2 separate regions of the Gossypium arboreum genome follow, and region 1 is linked to region 2. A link is a contact called in public Hi-C data. All regions are on one chromosome and are shown on one strand. Each heading gives the region's core, a stretch centred on a gene start, on an enhancer-like site or on the middle of the called end of the contact. The rest is flanking DNA. Distances are from core to core; before and after follow the strand shown.

Region 1 (2,700 bases), core at 158-2,657, 620 kb before region 2:
AGTGATGGGTCCCCATGGTTGCACCCCCAAAGAAATCCTCCAGTTTAGGAGTTGAAGTAGGAACCATTGCTTCACACCAAAAGTCAAAGACAGAAAAGTCCAGAAAAAATATAAACAACTATTTCCCCCAAAGCATAAAACAAACTCCAAAAGAAAAGAATATACAAGTAGAAGTTTGAGCCTAACCTTGTGACTGGGACCTGCCAAGAGCTTCCATTAAACAAAGAGACCCATCAGACTTTAGTGGCATCACAGGAAAGTGAGAATACAAGCCCCCATTTTCTCCTTCATAATAAAGTCCATAACTAAGATGAGATGGTGGAGATGGGAAAAAGCTTGATGGAACTGCTGTTGTAACACCAGAAGCAGCTGACAGTGTTTTGTGATTACTATTATGGCCTTGATTGCTAACCTCCATTTTCATGTGAGAAGATAGTGAAAAACCTAACCAGTTACTACTGTTATTGTTGTTGTTGTTGTTATCATCATTGCTCATGGACTTCATCTTTTAACTATGATGCTTCTTTCAAACCTAGTAAAGATTCTAGGCAAGTTTATCTTGGCGCAGGGCAACTCAATCATTGGGAAACAAACGAACTAATCATAAACCAAACATCTCAATGCTTCACTCCATTTTTGCCAAAGAAAAAAAGAAGAAGAAAAAACAGACACACACAAACAAGAGGGATTTTTGGCTTTTAGCTGCAGAAGTGATGGATCAAATCTAGCAACTTATCTAAAACAAATCCAAAGCTCCTGCAACTGAATCAATTCTATTTCTATGCATGACTCTCTCTCTTTCTCACAGAAAAAGGATTTCTAAAGAGAAACAAAGCTAGTAAGTTCCTTTAAACTAAACAAAAAGAATGAGTTCTAGCAAGCTATGCTGGGCATCCTTCCTGCATTCCATAGGGATCTGTGAATGAGAAAGACCTCTTCTTTTGCTTTACCCTACGCTCCTTCTTGCTTCCACTTACCCTTTTTCTTTTTAAAGACCCCTCCCCCTACACACATTGAAAATTCAAAGATTCATTTAGAAAGATTGGGAAAAGACTAGCCCCAACCAGAAGCTGCTGCACCCAAAGACAAGCTGCTTGTAGCAGCAGTAGCGCTACTTACGAGCCAATGGATCCTTATTTTTCCATGTGGATATACCACAGTTTCCTGTTCTCCAATTAAAATATCAACACCGTCTCTTTTCTTTCATGTCGGTTTAATATCTACTTAAATACTTGCCGCGATTAAGCATTAGTCTTAAAAGGTTAGAATCTTCCACTTACATAACATTAAATGTTATTTCCCCCATTAAGCAAAGATGGTTTAGGGAATGTATGTTTTTGGTCTTTCAAGCTTCCTTATAGGATTTATGATCAAAATTATTTATTTTTTATTATTCCAATATTTTTAAAAGGCGAAAAGGATGTATCCATCGACACATTAAATACACTGATTTCATGTACCACTTAACTTGAAAAACTAAATAAGTGAGCATCTCTTGTCTTTTTAATACAAAAAAGACCATAATTTTAGGACAGAAATTCCTTTTTACAAACATTAAAATTCCAATTTAACCTTTTCGATTACATGACATAAAATTAAGCTCTAAGTACAATAGTAGTATTTTTATTTGGTACACCTCAGTATATTACATTAAAATTTAAACACCTTCATAATGGGAAAGTAATGGTGTCTCCTAAAGGACTAGCCTTTTTGATCACTTTACAAGAGATGTAAGAAGCATGTCTACAAGGTTATAAACACCAAAAATGAATGACAAAAATAGCTTCTTAAATGAGCTGCCATACATAATTCATAGGGTTGAAGTGAAAAAACCAATGTCCCATAAATCCTTTGTTTTTTTATTTATTTATTTTGTTCTTTTATGGTTGTATTTAAAATAATTTATACAAATTTTAAGACATCGATTTCATGTTGCTTTAATATTATTAGCAGATCTGCCAAATACTCATTTACTATTGAGGTTGTGATAGACTTTGAGATTAAAAAAAAAAAAGTGTTTTTATTTTTATTTTTTTAATGTTAAAAGAAAAGGACTATATTTGTACTATATATAATATTTTTATTGAATTAATATCACGAGTTAATTAGTTTATATATACAAAGTACATTGTATTATTATTTTATATTTTTATTTAAAATCAATAATGGTAAAATTTGAATGTGTATTATAATGAATTTTAAACATTTTATTTTATATAAATAAAAACTCATTTAAGTTTTATATATATTTTTAACAAATATTTTACTAAATATATTATAAATTTAAAAATGGCTTGCTTTAAAATTGAAAAAAAGAAAGCACTTGCTAAAAGAAATCAAATCAAGCATAATACAAAATGACAAGCCTTAAAGAAGGGTTAGAAAATCAACCCCACCTTGTCTTAGCCTGCTTTTTCTTTTCTTTTCTCTTTTGGGTAGTCTTAAATATCAACCTTATGTGCCCATATCAAAACTTTAACTCAACGAATTAATGCATGTACCTTTTGGGCGTACAATCCTTAAGTTTAAACAACCATGATGATGATGACGATAAATAGAAGAGAAAAAATGAAATTACATAAAAAGAAAATGCTTCAAATGCTAAAATTTAAAGGTTAAACTACACTAAGTAGTAATAACTATTGATAATTTTTTATACATCAATTATGAAAAATTATAAAATAATCACTTAATTACTAA
Region 2 (2,812 bases), core at 197-2,696:
CATCCCCATTTCTTGGTAATGGCACTACTTTCTTCTTAGCTTTCACCTTTAAAATCTTCTCCAATATACTAACCAACGTACTCACAGGTACAGGCGAAGTATTCCCCAAATTAAAAATCCTCAATTGTGCAGGCCCTCTTTTCTTTCCCCCACTCCCTGTACTCTTCTTTGCCGTATCCAATGCTCCCAAACACCCTTTCACTATATCATCGATATAGGTAAAATCTCTAGCCACACTACCCTTATCTGGTGATTCATATACAGTGATAGTTTTACCTTTCATTATATCTTTAGTGAAAAATAAATATGCCATATCGAGCCGACCCCAGGGACCATAAACCGTGAAGAATCGCAATCCAGTTAATGAAAGTCCATAAATATGATTATAAGTATGCGCAATTCCTCACCAGCTTTCTTTGTAGCAGCATATAAACTAGCAGGTTGATCAGTTCTATCTTTCTCTGAAAATAGGACCTTAGAATTCAAGCCGTATACCGAACTTGAAGATGCCCAGATAATTGCCGGTTGAAGGTTGGCCGATTTCGACACTCCAGTAAGTTCACAAATCCAGCAATGTTACTATGAACATAAGATCCTGGGTTTTGCATAGCGTAACGAACACCTGCCTGAGCTGCTAAATGCATTACGTGAGTAAACAAAACGGCATCGAACAGTTGCTCGAGAAGACCCTTGTCGTTGATGTCGCCTTCGACGACAAAAACCCAAGCTTTTTCGAGGATCTTCTGGCGAGCCCTTTTCAGGGTTGGATCATAGTAATGGTTAAAGTTGTCAAGGCCAAGGACACTGTCTCCACGGCGTTTAAGAGCGAGGGAAACATGGGTTCCGACGAAACCGGCGGCGCCGGTCACAAGGACGGTGTTACCGGTGGTAGAGCGAGGACGGGCAGATTTGCGGATTAGTTTGTGGGAAAGAGAGAGTGGGGTGCGGTGGGACCCAGTAGATAGGTGGCGGCGCAACGATGGTTTGGAAGAAGGGGAGTAAAGTAGGAGGAGGAAGATAAGGAGGACGGAAAGGAAAAGGGTAATAAAGGGTTAGCTTGGAAAGAGAGGAAGATGCGGCGGAGGAGTTGAAACGGAAAGCTTTGTCGGGTTTGTATTTGCCAGGAGTGGATGGAATGTTGTCAAGGTGTGACATTTGGAACAATATAAGATGGGATTTAGGATTAGGGTTCAGATTTTTAGTGGTGACGGCGGTGGTGGCGACAGCGGAGAAAGAGGAGGAAGGAAAAAAAGGAAGGTTTGGCTTTTTTTTTTATACAAATAACCTTAAAAAAACAAATTAATTAACAAAATGACTTAAGGAAAAAATTATTTAAGGAAATAACCTATTTTGAACAATGTAATTTGGCGTCCTCGATTGGTTAGATGGCACCATCTACTTTTCAGTTAGCATCTTTAACTAATCATTTGGTTTTAAAGAAAATAAAATTTTGATATCATGATTGTGTCAAGTGCCATTTATATATTTTTAAAATATGAGTGAAAATAATATTTGTAGCATCAATCATTTAAAAAAATATTTGTATTTTAAATATACATGAGAAAATATAAAAAAATATTTTATGGATGCAATCGGTATATTAGGTGGCATCAGTGAAAATTAAAAATAAGTAACATAAAAAGAAAAAAAGCAAAAAGAATTTCAGTAGTTTATTCTTCTGTTTCACTTTTTTTTAATTTTATTAGTGCCACTTGGCACACCAATACCACCTATAAAATAATATTACTTTTTGTATTCTCTTTTGGTGTAAATTGAAAATACAAATATCAATTTTAAATTTATATATTTGAAATGTTATTTAGACATGACAAATAATTGCAAATTTAATTTTGTTTGGTAAAAGAAATTGAAAGTAGATATTGGGTTTTAAAAACATTATTTATGTTATTAATTGATAGTTATAATTGTAATATATAGGTATTTGAATAGTTAAGGTACAAGTCTTGTTATATATAATTGTTTAAGCTCCTAGTTTTATTTTATGTGAGTTTTACTTTGATGGATTGATTTTAGTCTAAATTATTAGGATTCTTAGTTTATTTGTGTTATATATTAATTTGATTTTACTTTATAGTTTATTAGGCATGTATTTGTAATTATATTATAATTGTATTGAATTTATATTGTAAACTCCAAAAAAGTCAAGAATGCTCTCTCTTAGTCTCTTAGATAAATAGCACTGCCTGTGGATGGGTCTGAGTAAAGTGGTGACTTTAAAGGGAATGGAGAAGGATGAGATCTCTCTTTTGAAGGAGGAACTGATTCAGTCGTCCGTTAAAAGCTTGCTGGTAGTTCTAGATGAAAAACTGACGTTGTTATGCATTGTGTGGATTAAAAAATCTCACAATCCAGATAGTTTTCAGGCTTAATTAAAAAGTATTTGGCAGACTAAAAAGAAATTTGAGATATAGGTTACAAGACAAAATTTGTTTTAAATTTCATTTGAAGATGAAGAGGATCTGGAGTTGACTTTGGAGGGACAATCATGGCTTTTTTTATGGCAATTGATTATTTTTGATAAATTATTGGAATCGATGGAACGAAGCAAAATAGATTAGTGGCGTCTCTTTTTTGGGTCAAAGGGGGTCCTTGTCCCCCAGAGTGTGATTGAAAGGATCTTATGCATGCAATTGGATCCACCTCTAGGGGAGTGCTTAGATCGAAAGTCAAAGGTGATTTTTATAGGATTAAATTGTAGATGAATGTGCAAACACCTTTAAGAAGGGGATTTTTATTCTAACTGAGTCGCAATAGAGAATTTGGGTCCATGAAAATTTGCATGGAGTTTACT

The links. A called contact is a pair of places that touch in the nucleus more often than the background predicts.
Region 1: a Hi-C map of leaf shows a contact between it and region 2, with 3 times the contacts expected there. The contact joins the promoter of LOC108470823 here to the promoter of LOC108482147 in region 2. A contact is called at or near these places in 2 of 5 Hi-C or Micro-C datasets (both in leaf).

What each region holds. Positions count from the first base shown.
Region 1 is chr11:42,562,900-42,565,599 of ASM2569848v2, reverse strand. It overlaps LOC108470823 (AP2-like ethylene-responsive transcription factor ANT), which reads right to left and starts at 1,407. Exons shown (of 9, transcript XM_017772305.2): 1 at 187-1,407; 2 at 1-69. The coding sequence starts at 505.
Region 2 is chr11:41,940,156-41,942,967 of ASM2569848v2, reverse strand. LOC108482147 (UDP-glucuronate 4-epimerase 5) reads right to left here and starts at 1,446. Exons shown (of 4, transcript XM_017785261.2): 1 at 1,046-1,446; 2 at 551-1,044; 3 at 402-548; 4 at 1-399. The coding sequence starts at 1,155.